Linked DNA regions of Mus musculus: region 2 is linked to region 1. Evidence: chromatin contacts called from public Hi-C data. All regions are on one chromosome and are shown on one strand. The core of a region is the stretch at or near the end of the contact, and the rest is flanking DNA. Distances in the headings are between cores, read along the strand shown. Region 1 has its middle 11 kb from the start of Gm22880. Region 2 has its middle 280 kb from the start of Ostf1.

What was found. A called contact is a pair of places that touch in the nucleus more often than the background predicts.
Region 2: a contact with region 1 is called in a Hi-C map of uterus. A contact is called at or near these places in 1 of 39 promoter capture datasets (cranial neural crest), 5 of 484 Hi-C or Micro-C datasets (adipose-derived mesenchymal stem cells and uterus) and 2 of 130 datasets of targeted methods (embryonic fibroblasts and fibro-adipogenic progenitors).

The regions. Positions count from the first base shown.
Region 1 is chr19:17,872,128-17,880,017 of GRCm38.p6, reverse strand. No RefSeq gene overlaps it. Among named protein-coding and RNA genes, the nearest start is that of Gm22880, 11 kb to the right of the region's middle.
Region 2 is chr19:18,344,478-18,352,367 of GRCm38.p6, reverse strand. No RefSeq gene overlaps it. Among named protein-coding and RNA genes, the nearest start is that of Ostf1, 280 kb to the left of the region's middle.

The DNA of each region.
Region 1 (7,890 bases), core at 2,783-5,282:
ATATCGAATAAAAAAATAAATTAAAAAAATAAAATAAAATGGTTAGTCTTGATAGTCAAAAAAAGATCTCTACCACAAATTCAAACTGGACATTGTTCAGATCAAAACAATCTAATGGAAAGGAGAAAGAACAGTAGGAGAGAGTCAGCAGTCTAGAGGAGGTGAGCAGGAAGTGAGGATGGGTTTTATGAAACTCAGCCGAGTTTCATGAATTTGGACAGATTCACAACACCTCCATTACCTTCCATGCTGAATTTAAGGAGAATGGACAAAATAAAATCAATAAAGTTCACTGTGACCTCTGAAGCATTCCGCAAATATTCACCAGTTGGTTGTATAATACCAAATGGTCTTTCCTGAAAACATAGTACAAGTAACATTTTACAGGCTGAGCAATTATATTCAGGAGTGTGTGTGTGTGTGTGTGTGTGTGTGTGTGTGTGTGTGTGTGTGTGATAAGACTTGATGAAAAAAGAAACCATGACTTTGAAAAAGAGCAAAGAGACCTTATTTAAAAGGAAAGGGAGAAATTTTGTAATAATATCATAATATCAAAAATAAAAATTATTTTTTAAAATATGTTTCTCTTCTCACATGTGCACTTATAACTTTTCAAAGCCTGTTATTCCCTATAAAGCTTATCTATTGAAATGCAGTTTTAGAACAATTGTTAGAATAGTATAAAACCAAAATCTTTTCGAAGACATTTTCTTAAACCCCAAACCATCTGCTGATTTTTATAGCTCTTATAGGAAATATCATGAGAGAGTAGCTTGCTCTGGGAAGAAGTATAGACTCCTGGAGTCCTGAGTTCAAAGCTTAGTGTTAGCAAGTTAGGCAGATTAGGTAGCTTGACATGAAATCAGGACCGATGATGGAGTGGTACCATAAAAATTAGCTTAGGGGTCTTGAGAGATATCTCAGCCATTAAAAGCAACTCCTGCTCTTCCAAGACTAGAGTTCAGTTCCCAGCACTCAAATTAGGTGACTCAGATCTAACTTGTAGCTCCAGCTCCAGGGCATCTCAATCATACATGGCATGCATACATACATAAATACATACATACATACATGCATACATACATAGGGCCTCCAAGGGCATTCATACACACATGGCATACATGTTTAGCATAAATAAAAACAAACCTTTAAAATAAGATTAACTGAGATAAGTGTGAAATGCAGTCAAGAACTAGAAAATGTTTTCTTTCCTGCTCAAGGATTTAAACACACACACACACACACACACACACACACACACACACACACACACACACACGCACGCCTTAGGAAGCTTCTTAAACACAGAAACAAAGCCTCTGTCCAGGCAGTGACTCCACAGCACAAGTGCTTCACTCCTTGGTGGCATGCCTGTGTTCAGGAATGGTGAGGACTGGGAGCTCCTGCTGAAGCAGGGCAGCTAACGCCTCTAAGATGCCCTTTCAACCTTCCAGCGAAGCACTCTATCCTCCTGAGTTTAATTACACTCTACTGTGACTCTCCTCTAAAATACAGTGAGCAAACACTAGCTTAGTTCTTACAGAAGAGCAAGGCTATACATCTCTAGTGTGGGAACTGAGAAAGATATAGAGGTAATGGAATTTTTATTATTATTATTATTTCATAAGAAGGGATGGGTACTTTGACCTCTTTAGACACTAAATGCATTAGCGAAAATTGGAAAATGAGGACTGAAGATTTGAGCTGGTACCAGTGGATGGAGACTTGCATCCTCTCCTGAATCTCTTAATATCTTGCAGAGGATCTGAGTGGGCTAGAAGCTTTGAGAACAATCAGAAAATGGGGTCAGGAGACCTGCATTCTGGGCAATGACATGTTATATGACCTTGAGACACAATTTTCTCATCCAGCTACAATAGTCAGGAGCCAGTTTGTAGAGTCTAAAATATTAAGTTCCTGCTTCTCATGATCCACTATTTTTTTTAGTTATGCTTTTCTTATGTCTTTCCTTGATCACACCTTAAGCATTCTTATACTATGCTTTAAGCTCTTACTTCTAAAGGGTTTATAGATCAGAAGACTCCAGAAACTTCTATAAAATCTTTAGCCTCAATCTCATCACTCTTGAACAATACTTAACACTTCATGGTGGTATTGTGTAAGCTTACGTGCAGTGCCTAGCCATTAGTAAACAAATATTATTATCTTTCTCTTGGTGTTATTTCTCCAAAATATCCTTTCAACTCTTATAGCCTTGACTCAAATGACTAGGAATACACTTTTAGAATATCTATTATGTGTTACTTATATTGTATGTATGTGCACATGTTTACATGCCACAGGTGTGAGCAGAAGTCATAAGAGAATCTATGGAAGTTGGTTCTTTCACTCCACCATGTGTGTATCAGATATCAAGTTCATGTCATCGGGCAGAGCAGCAACTTAGCTACCTCGGCAGCCACCAAATAAATTTTCTTTGTAGTCTCCAAATAAAATGAAATATTTTAAGTATTTGTCAGGTTTTCTGTGAGCAGGTGTGTCAGGTACATGCAAGGAACACTTGCTGGTTGGTTGAATCTGTCGGCTGTTTCAATAGATGAGGTACAACATTACACTATGAGCTCTGGTGCCTAGACCAAAGTCAGTTCTTTATTACTTCAAGGGTATTGTTGTAAAGTTGTTTTTTCATATACTGTTATAGACAACTAAAATAGAGGAGTTGCTTTTTTCCCCTAACATGAAGTCACTTGGCATAATCTATATGATACTTTAACTTCCAGCTATAAGAAAACTCCCCATATACAAGGTCTAGTGGTACAAGCTTGTGATTCCAGCTGCTGCTCAGGCAGGGTAGAGACTGGAGGATCACAGGTTTCAAGCTTGCCTAGTCTCTATAGCAAGTTCACAGTCACTCAAAGACATTCTATAGCACAAGGGGGAAAGGAGGGGGCATGAATAAGGGTGGCATGGGAAGTAGCTCAATGGTAGAAATGGTTTTGTCAGTCTAGGGTCATATGGGCAATACAATGTCAAGGCTGGGGATCAAAAAATGAAGTCTGTCCACAGGATTGCTATATCCTGCTTCAGATATGAAAGACAAGCGGGGTCAGCTGACTTTAGACCATAAGACCTGGGATCTTTCTGAGATTCAAAATAGTTGTAACAGGATTCTCTTTATCCAAAAGAAACAGTCAAACAAAGAAAGCGGCCCATACTCACATGACTCCAGACTAGCTCCTCTGGGTACGGAAAGCAGAGACTGATGTATTTTGCTTGTGAAAATTGGAAGATGAGGTTCATGGTTTTTCTCTCGTTGTTACCAAGGCTGAAGCCCAACTAGAGAAAGCTGTGTCTCAAGATTTTCATTCTGTTCCCAGACTATCTTCCTTCCTAAGTCCTTTTCATGGGTCAGTCGAGTCCTATGATCAATGCAGGTGGTGATTTTGTCTTCCACATATGATCTGGTTACAGCAGTCACAGTGACTAGTAAGCTCTTTGGGTCAGAACTCATGGCCTCCTTCCTGTGACCATCACAATTCAAGTCACATATAGCCAGTGCTCAAAAAATAACCTGTTCATCGTTTTGTCCCAAAAGATAGTCTTTCTTCGGCAATCCATATTTTCACATCAAGAGTGTCTCAGCCATTAATCCAGACCACAAACTGCTCTAGAAACAGGGACTGCCTTATTTGGTGGTGCATCTGTACAACCCTAGGTGCTGCTAGATACAATGAAGGAGGACAAGTAAGTTTCAGATTTTACTAGAACCTTCAGGATGCCTGTGCTGAGAGCTATGCTCCCTTCTTCCTCAGTAACACGCATAGAAATATCTATACTCCTCTCAGTGATCACTGGACTCCAGAGTACTACAGGAATTTATCAAAAGGCTATGAACTGCAGCCAATACTCTTGGTCAGAAATGGACAATCAGTCCCACCTCTGCCTACTGCCAGTTTTTGTAAGTAAAGATTTACAGAAACACAGTATGCCTATTTGTTTACACGAGGTCGATAGCTGCTTTCCGGCTGCAATAATGGAGCTGAGTAGTTACAACCATCTGGCTTACAAAGCCAAAAATGTTTACTTTCTGGCATTTCACAGAAGAAACTTGCTGACCTCTGCTCCAGTTTAAACTGCAAAGACTACAAGCGCCTCTGGCTTTGAAAAGAAAGGGGTGGGGGGAAATTCTCAAGCTCCGGAAATAATACTATTTCGTGATACTTTATTACGGGGAAACATTCTTGATACCTTCAATATGAACATGTAAAAGCATATGCACAGCTTTCTTCTCCATTTCATCCTCTCAACATCTGGATGACGTAAGCAGGGCAATTAGAGCCTTGTTTCACAAACGGAGGACTAAAAGGAGGGAAGATGAGAGAGAAAAGGGGGAGGAAGTAAAGAAAGAAATTTGGTTTACAACTAGGACCAAGTCTGTTTTTTTTTTCTATGACACTCAGTAGTTGAACCAAAAACAAAACAAAACAAAGCTAACAAACAAACAACAACATCAACAGCAACGACAAATGTCTGTCCTCTATCCCTCTTCCTCCAGCACGACGGGGCTGATTTCTGGAGGTCTCCAATGACTAGCTTTGGAGAGTCCAACTTCCTACAGTTCCCATGCCGGAGGCACTAGTACTGCTACTTAGTGTGCTTCATTCGAACATTTTAAGTAATGATATGGCCTTGTGCTTCTTTGCTCCAAAACTTATCTGCAGAACAAACAAATTCCAACAGCCCACCTTTCCTCTCAGTAAACTCATTCTCGCATGGGAAGGCAAGCAATTGGGATCTTCCTCCACGCATTTCTGTGAATGCACCCTAATTCAATTCTCACTTCTTAGTGTGTAGAACGTCTCTTTCTAGGCTCCTAGTGGGTGTACAAAAGGCCCATCCATCCATCCGAGTTTGTAAAAACAGTGATGAAACTAGCCTATATGATGGTGTATACTGTCACACCCTCTTCAGTATAGACAGTCTCATTTTTTTCCTAAAGAAAAATGGGTCCTAATGGTGCTGTAACCAGAAGGTGTTTTCTCTGCTTATCAGATAAACACACACACACACACACACACACACACACACACACACACACACAAAGACACACATATACAGACACACACACCGAAGTCAGCAAACAGAAGCTAGCTGATTTGAGCCTGTCTGCTATGCAGCCTTTAATCAAGCAGGAATGTGAGGAGACAGCATCAGAAATAGGAAACAATTCTGAAGCAATAGTCTCCAGAATCATGGGATCTGGGTATGAAGGGGTCAGAAAAGGCCAGATAAGTGAGTCTGGGTCCTTCTGGAGCCAGAAGTCACCTGGAGAATGTCTAATACAGAGACTGCCAGCCCCCAGCAGAGATGATTTGGTTACCAGACAAAGCCCTTACTGGCTGCTTGCATTTCTCACCCATTCCAGGCAATGCTGATGCCACTGATCCAGTTACAGCAATAAGAGAGTCATGCTGTGGTTTGGAGTCTAGACTATAGGAGAACTTCTGTGATGTCAATCGGTCAGGGATTGTCCCGTTTAGAGTCTGAAGACACAGATTCTGATTTGGTAACTCTGGAGGAAAAGGGCTCCACATTTCTAATATGCTCCAGGCATTGCACACTTGGCTGCTCTGGCCCTGGTTGATCAGCTGCTGGCAAGGAAACTCTTGCAAGTGGAAGTGTTTGGGATTTTTCTGTGCAATTAAGCATGCTGCAATACGTTAATTTAGTATCAAGGATTTTCTCGTTGCTTTCCTGAAGTCAGTGGCTTTTCTTGTCTTCCTCATGGCTCTTTTTCTTTTAAGTTCAAGTTTACTTTCACCTACTCCTGTTTAGCTATGAACATATCACCAACTTAGGAGTTTAGTGTTTCAAATACAGATCAGAGAGTCCTTTTATTGGATTCTAGTTTGGGCTACAATTCTAAAAGCCGTAAAACAGTGAACATTTCACAGACCCTTTGGTCTCAGCTTCCTTAGGTCCAAACTGATATACTTATCTACCTTAAATGACTTCTAAAAGCAGCCTTGAAACACCCAAAGAGCCCATTGTGTTCAATGCAATAAGAAGCATAGCAAAAGAAGTAGTAAGAGTGCTGCCACCTTTGGGTGGAACGTGTAGCTTTACCTGAATCACACCCAACTTTGCCAACTTGACATAAGATTTTCATCTCCTGTAGTCCCAACACCTATTTAATGCTTATTCCACATGATCACAGCTCAAACTGATTTTTCTTCAACCTGTACATTCAGAAATAAAACAGAGTAAGTTTGATTTTGATATCATTGTTCTTAAATGTAGTGAAATTTTATAGCTTAATTAAATGTTCTAGGGATTCCCCTTCTCCATTTTCATGATTTCCATGGCTTCAGAAAAATTGAAGTACATTGATTTATAATTTATATCAATTGAATTATTGGTTAATGAGTAACGGAACCCTCCTAAGACTGCACCAGGAAGAACAAAGAACAAAAATAATGGCTTTGAATTATAATTAACCTCATTTTTGGCCATTCTCCCTTCTAGCTCTGCTCTTTAGCAAGTCTCTTAACTTCCCTGTGTCACATGTTTCTAAATTTCTCTAGCTTAATTTCCTTTTGTTACTAGATAGTCAAATAATAATAATTATAATGTCATCAATCCTTTAACAAAGCTGATAGAGAGATTTCCCAGCAGCCACTGCAAAGTAGCCTGTGATTCCAGAACACTGGTTTCAGTGTCTGTCTGCCCCCTTTTATGACTCAGCAGAACTCTCAAAACATCTGTTTGTTATCAGCAGTGGAGGTCACAACTGTCTGAGATTTGTTGTGGATTAGATTGTTAGGGGCTAGACTGTGTCACCCCAGCATTTCTATGTTGAAGCTCTGACTGTAAATGTGACAGGAGACTGTATCAGTAGAGAGCTGCTGGAGGGGAACCAAAGATAATGTGTAGGGTGTGGCTCTGATCCAAGAGGATTAGTACCCTGATGAGAAATTTACTATAAGCTCTCCATTGCCCCCTTTCTGAGGGTAGGGGGATGAAAGCACACAAAAATGTGTTTGTCTACAGTCCAGAGAGAATCCTTACTGGACATCAGCAATCCCCATGCTAGAACCTAGATTTTGGACTTTCAGTTTCCAGAACTTAAAAACCAACAAACAAACAACAACAAAATCAAAGAAACAACTAACCAATCAAACAAAAGTTTTCTATTGTTTAAGCCACCCAGATTGTGAAATTCTATAACAATGTTCCAAACTGACTAATACATAAACATTACTATATGTTATAAAGCCTGATTAGGGTTTAGAAAAATTGCATTTTTCTTCACTTATATTCTCTCCTTTTCAAATACATAGAATGCTCAATTTATTATAGATATGAGATTAACTCCATTGGAATAACACAAGGGGCAAAAGACACTTTCTTTCATGGAGTAATAAGCTTCTACCTGCACATTTTCTTCCACGTGTTCTCAACATTCACAATTTCTCTCAAATCTGAAATCATTGGATATGTGGTGATTTGATTATGCTTGGCTCAGGGAGTGGCACGATTAGAATGTGTAGCTTTGGTGGAGGAACTTTTTTCATTGTAGGCATGGCCTGCCCCGAATCCAGTCCACTCCTAGCAGCCTTCAGATGAAGATGTAGAACTCTCAACTCCTCCTGTACCATGCCTGCCTGGATGCTGCCATGGTCCCACCTTGATAATAATGGACTGAATCTCTGAGCCTGTAAGCCAGCCCCAATGAAATGTTGTCCTTATAAGAGTTGCTTAGACATGGTGTCTCTTCACAGCAATGCAAACTGTAATTAAGATAGTCACATTCCTTAGATTCTGGGTCTTGCCTCCACTGATGTGGAGGATTTGAAATCAGGCAATCAACAGTTTTAAATGCCTTTGCCATGCTAGCACTTGGGAGATAGGGGCAGGAAAATAGCATAT
Region 2 (7,890 bases), core at 2,493-4,992, 470 kb before region 1:
TAGAGTTTGGTCTATATGAGGCATATGTTTGAAATAAACAAATCTTCCAATCTCTTATTTTATTTTATTTTTTTAGTAATGTGGTATAGATATAAGTATTGGTTTTTCAATTTCATTTTTTTTTTTAGCTAAAGGATTTGAATGCAGACTTTTGACTTATATAGCTCCTCCCCCAAGACAGATGAAGATTAAGAAAAACATTGCGAGTGATCTTATGTAAATGACTGGTTTTGATAGAAGGCAGGAGAATATCTTCATCACTCACTCCCACTACTCTCTTTCTTCCACATGGTGGTCACCCAAAATTTTACATTCAAGAGAGCATTTCTCCTCAGTAAATGTGTAAGTCTGTAAGTATATAAGGGACCTTTACTTCCTGTGACCTCTGTACTGGGTAGTTTTATGTCAGCTTGACATAAACTAGAGTTATATGAGGGAAGGAAACTTCGGAGCCTTTATCATTTTCATGGAGAAATTGTCTCTATGACACTGGACTGTATGCAGGCCTGCAGAACATTTTCTGAATTAGTCATGGTTGTGGGAGTGTCCAGCCCATTGTGGGTTTTTCTGTGCTTGGGTTAATGGTCTTTGATTATATAAGAAAGCAGGCTGGACAATCCATGAGAAGCAAGCCAGTAAGCAGTATTCTTCCATAGCCTCTGCATCAGCTCCTACCTCCTGGTTCTGGCCCTATTTGAGTTCCTGTCGATAATGAACAGTGATGTAGAAGTGTATATAAAATAAATCCTTTCTTCCCCAACTTTTGGTCATGGTGCTTTATCACAGTAATAGAAATCTTAACTAAGGAAGCCTCCTTATTGATTTCCCATGATCCACTTTCATGTTCTTTTCACCCATTAACATTTGCTAGAAAGTCTACCAAAGCTTTGGCTATTAGATTATACCCAAATTTTCAGGAAGTCTGGGATGTTCCTATCTAGCACTTTTCTAGGTAGAGCTATGCTTCTGGTCTGGGAATCCCAGTTGAGAGAGAATACTCTAGTCTACTTTGCATGCAGCATCCCAGAACAATTTCCCCCTTTCTACATTCCCTTCCCCCCTCCCTTCCTCCCTCTTTCCCTTCCTCTCATCCCCCCACCCCCTGCATTAGTAGTTTGCCTGCCTGCATGAGCTGCTATGCGGGTACTGGAATTTGAATCCAGCTCCTCTGGAAGAACGGTCAATACTCAACTGCTGAGCCATCTCTCCAGCTGCCCCATTCTTTCTGTGAGCATATTTCTTTTGTGACATGTTTATGTATGCACATATTCAAGTATGTATGCTTGCACATGTGTGTGTAGAAGCTAGAGCTCAACACAAGATATTTCCCTTTATAATTCTTCAACTTTTTTTTTTGAGGCTAAGTCTCTCACTGAACCTGGAGCTTAACCTCTTGCTTAGACTGACCATCAAAGATCTACCCGTCTTTGTTCCCTTGAGTGGGAATCACAAATATGCACTGTTATACCTGGTGTTTTACATGGGTCCTAGGGAATCCTAACTAAGGTCCTTCCTCATGCTTTTGTAGTAAGCTCTTTAACCACTTGGAAACCCGTAATCCCATCTCCCACCCAGAGTAATATTGAAATACAGACATCAGATCAAGCTGTTTCTTCAATCTCTTCAGTGACTGTCAACACTGTTCACATTAGACTCTACCCCTGGGATGCCCAGGGGAAACATGGTGATAAGGTGACAATGCCTTTGGGCTAGTTGAGATCCTATCATAATTACTGGTGGAGTCCTCCCCCCCCCCATTTTAGAGCCAAGGACTGAGCCAAGGGCTTTGCATATGTGATGTCCTTATGGGCATACACCCAGGTCATATAGTATCATTAGTGACTACCATGCTCTTTCAGAAGGATGGTGTTTAGGGAGTGCATTGAATTGGCATGCTATTAATTATTCATCTGGGATTTACTCTTCTATCTTGACCTCCTAGAATTCTCAGAGTAGACTTGCAATGGTGGAAATGAGCTTTCTGCACTGATGAAAGATCTCTGTATCTGGGCTAATGGGTGTTGCAGCTCATGTGTGGTTCTTGATCACTTTGAAATATTGCTGATGTCTTAGAAAGACAGCAGCATAGCCATGGAGTTAAGTTTCAGATGTGATATGATTTTAATAACTTTTGAGCAAAGTATATGGAACCACACATAATACAAAATATATGAATTATCTGTGGTGCCTTTGGAGCAGGGTACACTTGTTATCATGTTTAAGCCTTTAGAGTTGTTTTCAGTTTCCATATTTGGGGCATTAAATTTCTCTTTAACTCTACTGGAACTTTTTCTCCAGAAAACCTGGCAGTTCACTACATCATCTCACCTGTAGTCCCAAGTCATAAGCTTACATTCCCTGCCATGTTAACAGTCAGAGTAGGAATGGCTGTGGGTAAAACAGATGGCATAACAGACATGGCAGCTGAGGAGGAGTCACAGCTGCAGGCTATGGGCACATGAGGATCAGAGACAGGGCATCTATTGGAAGCTTCTGCCTTAGGGGGCATAAAAACATTGCTGCTATGGTAGGGATGATGCAACACACATTCAAAGAGTCTCACAGACAGTGCCAGTGACCCACGGAAAGTCTAGAAGCCCAGTGACCAGCACTCAGAATTGCAACACTCCCTGGGGTTTTAATAAAGGGATCTTTACAGAAGTAAGGCCAACAAGCAAAAGACATGTTCAAGTATGCATCTCTGGCCACTGCAAGTGAAGAAATGTAAGTGGTTAGGCTAAAGTTTCTAGAGTGATGGCTCTAGACTCTTGATAGAATAGTCTGCCCTTCATGTACTATCGAGGTTGAACTTGTGGATAGTTCTGGTCCATCTCACCACTGTTGCCAGTAGTCCTCTTGTAGTCTAGATCTTTAAGACCCCATTGTCCTCCTCAGCTTAATCATAGGGGGTCTTTGATTCTATTGGCTCTTAAGGTCATGGTGGGTCAGATGCTAGGTTTAGTGCCTGTATCCTGCAAACCAGCTTGGAGAGTAGGAGAAGGATACACCTTGTCAGTTTATTGCTTGTTGTCATTAAGACTCCCCACTGTGGTTCAACTGGAAAGAAAATGAAGGCTAGACTCATTTCAAATCTAGATAGACATCTTCATGCATTAGGACATGAGGAACGAGAAATCCAATGAGGTTATACTTTTGACTAGGTATCTGAATGAGGCAGGTCTGACTACAGAGGAAGGAGGAGGTAGAAGTCTACCTGGAACAGGATAAGCAGACCATTTTGGTGCATGGATTGAAACATTCAAGAACAAATCTTGTAGCATGGGTATATACCCCACCACACACACCTGGTGCCAAGGCTTTATTAGGACAATCCAAAGAAATCTCAGGAGGAGAGACAGCAGAGGATGAGGGCCTCAAAGAATCTGATGTTGAGTCTCAATCCTCCTTGTTACCGTAGTTCCTTTCACTTAAAAGTATTTTTCTGGGAGGTTCTCTTTGTTCCTTTTTCTCCCTAAAACAAAGAAATAAACCAAACAAAATCCCAATGCTAGATTTAGAGCCAGTGTAAAGCAAGAATGCCCAGAGAGTGGAGGGCAGTAACGTTCCCCTCATTGGCCATGGACAGATCCTAAGGACAATCATGGTGTCAGAGGATGGCAGTGGAGCCAGAGAGCTCCTCTTTCAGCTGTTGTAGTTTCTAAAGTACAGGATGACAGCAAGTATTGAATGATGTTTACTTAGTGGCCGAAAACCACTAAACAGTATTTTCTCAGAACAGTTTAAATACCAAGCCTCGCAACAGTGTTTTGGTTTGTCTGAGTCAACATGAGGAGGAAGATCTGGCTAAACATAGGGAAATGTACTGGCAAGATGGCAATTTCAAGGACGAGAAAGTGGGAGCAGGGAGTAGGGAGCACAAATAATCTTTATTCTTACCATGGTTCCGATTCCTCTGAACAAACTAGATGTACTGAATTTGAGTTGGGGCTATAAAATAATTACTGGAAGTTGTATATTTTTAAAAGATTTGGCTAAGACTGCTGAGGGATTTGATGGGTGAGTGATTACAAAAGTATGGTGTGATCCTACAATGAAATATTATTAAATTTTGTAAAGAAAAATAACTATGACACATGCAATTATATGAAGGGAACTTGGAGGTATCACACTAAGGTAAATAATCTAGACATGAAAGGACATATTCTGTGTGATCTCACTCATGAGATCTGTAGAAGCTAAAGGTATGCAAAAGGTGGGTAGACAAATAGCCTTTCAGTTACTGAAGGCTGAAGAGGGGACATGAGTTGTTGAGTGGACAGAGTTTCAGCTGAGGAAAACAAAACACTGTAGAGATTTGGGGCACAAAAATGTGAATATATTGCCTGTGTATACACTTAGAAATGATGATAAATAATTTCATGTTTCTCTGTCTCTTTTTTTTGTTTTTACCATAATAAAAATTTGAGAGGTATAGCAATTTTGTAAAATCTTTAGCTCCTTACAGTTTGGTTGGTTTATTTATAGAGATTTTTGTTGCTGTTTTTTTGTTGTTTTGTTTTGGTGGCTCTGAGACAGCAACACAGTTATCATGCATGTTAGGAATGCACTCAACTGCTGAGCTGAACCCCTGATCAGAAGTTTTAATGAATAGAAATATACAACGAGCTAGTCCCAAGGCTTCTCCTCAAAGCTCCTGCTACAGAAAGAGAAAAGGGTTGTTATTGTGGTTTTTTTTTCTTATTCATGTTTTATTCTGGTCATAAGTCCATAAGATAACTCGCTGGTGAGTAAGAAAATGTATATTGAATGACTGCTTGCTTCTGCTCTATCTCTGGACTGTCCACTGTGATTTTTCTTTTTAATATTCATAATGGCAGTTCAGCTCAAACCATAGATAAGGAAAGTTGAGGGTGACAAGAGGATTGGTCATTTGGTGATTCTAAAAGGATTATCGATGAAGAGCAGCCAGCAGCTTTTGAGTTCCTGTGTTCTAAGCACATTTGAAAAGTGCCCCCCCCAAAAAAAAGAAAAGTGGCCCATGTCTACTTATTTATTTATTTGTGAAATTTTTGTTCATATGCATAATTTTTCTTTATTTCTTTTTGATGATTTTTCCATAAACTCCATGATCAAAGCCCTCTCTCCATGAGTACCACCCTGTTCTGGCACATTAAGTTGTAGTTGTGCTCAGTGTACCCTCTACTACTAAGAAAAGACAAGGCAGTATAAATAGGGGTAGGGGATCCTAAAGGCAGACAATGGAGTCAGAGGCAGCTTCTGCTCACATTGTTAGGAGATCCACAGAAGATACAAATAAGAAAAGGGCCTAGGTCCAGCCCATGCATGCTCTTTGGTTGGTGGATTAGTTTCTGTGAGCCCCTATGGGCCCAGGTTAGTTGATGGTGTAAGTCTCCTTGTGGCATCTTGACCCCATGGACGAGAACCAACCCTTGGCATGGTTAATGATACTCTGCTATGTTCGCAAACTAGAGTCTAGCCTAAATGTCTTCTGAGAGGCTTCATACAGTGACTGCTGGAAACAGATGCAGAGACCCACAGCCAAACATTAGATGGCCTACTTTTAACCTAAGTAAACAATGAGGCCACTAGAAAGCAGCTGCTCCATCTCTCGACAGTATTTCTGCATTGATAGATGCAAGTGAGACTCAGAAGTTCACTTGTCATGTCCAAGGCTGTGCATCCATATAGCACCAAAGCCAGTCAAGACACCATCTTAATGCTATTTCCAATCCATCTTATTTGCTATTCTGACTTTGGGGGAAAATACAGTCTACATTTAAGTGGAAAATGTACCACTTTCTTCTTATTATTATATTTATTTAATACAGGGCTTTATGCATCTTGGTCTTTGTAGCCAAGAGTGTTCTTGACCTTCTGATCCTTCTCCTTATAGCTCCTGGGTGTAAGAGTTGCAAGCATGTGCCGCTATGTCTGGTGTACGCTCAGGGTTAGCCCCAAGCTTTTTACATACACTAGGCAAACATTCTACCAACTGAACTACATTTCCAGGTCAGAAAACAGATTTTTGAAGAAGTAAGTTGGATCTACTGCCTTGATAGGAAACTTTAGTAAACTTTGGACCTATTTTATGCGTTGGATTTCTCTTAAGACATGCTGTCTTGTAGATGTCTCTAGATGAAAAATCAATGACAAAAAGATCTTTCACCTAGATGTAATTTCAACTCTCAAATGGCACATTCCATTAACTTCCTAGGTAGGCTGATTTAGTTTTCTGGGTCAAGGTGTGATAGCATGACAGATGAATACAAAATTATTCTTACTAGCATTGGGCAGTGCTTTTATGGTCCCAATAAGCATGTCTGAGTTGTGGGAAGCCATTGCCAATACCAGAAGACAGCACAGCCAAAACACAAAGTTCTCGTCTAGGATGACCTGGACATTTTTCTGGTTCCCACTCTGTCTCATGACTCATTCTTTTGGATTTTGACAAAATGCCACTGAATCTCAGAGCATAACCTGCATCAGTGGGAGCTGGAGAATGGGCCTTCCTGTCTTGTTTCTCCCTCTGCTTCTCCCACGCTCAGGATTGTGAGTGTGTGGTCTCTGGGGTTCTTTCTGACATCAGAGGTAAATGTGAAATGTGAAGAAACTACAACCTTTCCCTTCTGTTTCTTGTTGAAATAGTGAAAACTCCAAGGTTGGAGTCAATACATGATTTTATCACAAAGAATCAAACACAAGAGCTCATAGCTTGAATGTATAGTGTCTCCCTTCTCTCCCCTCTTGAGTTCAATTCTCTGTAAACATATCATCAGAGAGAGATCCTACCATAGAAAGTCTACTTCTATTTTCCTACTTCACACAATTGGTTTTATAGAAAAAAATTATAAAATGAGTTAACCAATGTTATTTAGTTAGTTTTCACAATGAAAAAAAAATTCTGTTTGTCCTAAGGGGACACAGTGGTTTTGGCAGTATGCTGAAATACATCAATGCTTTGAAGCACACTATTAGTCTTAGTTCAGAGAAATTAAAGATATATACACAGAGCACAGGTTATTAGCCTCTCTCCCTCTGCTAGTACACAAAGGGTTATAAGAACTTTACAATATAAACCATAAAATTCCTCAACCTTCTCTGTGGCTTTCTGGGGCTCTCATGTAAGACTGCTCTGACATTTAATCAAAACTTTTATGATAGGGCTGCTTTAAACACTATTCAATTTCCTAGCCATGGAAAAGGATGTCCACCAAATTCCTTGTCCATCTACCTGGAGTTATACAAGCACAGATTTGTTTCTCACTACCTCTGACCCCAGGACCTTTTGGTATCTGGGAAGATTCAGTTATATTTGTGAGAGGCTTTATCCTTGGATCATCTATTGTAATAGTGCGTGGTCTTTCTGCTCTACTTAAGTATTTATTCCCTCTGATCAAAATCCGAACTTGACCTCGCAGACATCTAAGTTTTGATTACTTGGCGCAGCACCTGAAATGGAAACACACAACTTCTGAATTTTGTCAAGAGACACCCTGTGGTTATATTTTATATTTCATAAGTATTTCTTGTATTTTTTTTGACCCTGCCCATTTTGACCTCCCATCTATATTTCTGTTACCTTGGTGTGTTAGCTTCCTGTCACTGTGACAAATACTTGAGACAATAAACTTTGAATAGAAAACGTTTACCCTGGCTGAGTTTTGGAAGTTCAAGTTCCTGGTTAGTGGGCCCTGATTCTCTTTAAGCTAGGATGAGTCAGTATCATGGGGGATGTACATGGCAGAGTGAAACTGCTCCCTTATAGTCTGGAAGTGACCCTGGCTGGGGCTCCACAGTCCTCTTCAACATCATGTCATCAGTGACCTAATGACCTCACATTGGGCCTTCCCTCTTAAGGTGTCTATTGTTTCTCAATAGTACAAGCTGAGGAGCGGGCCTTTGCCACAT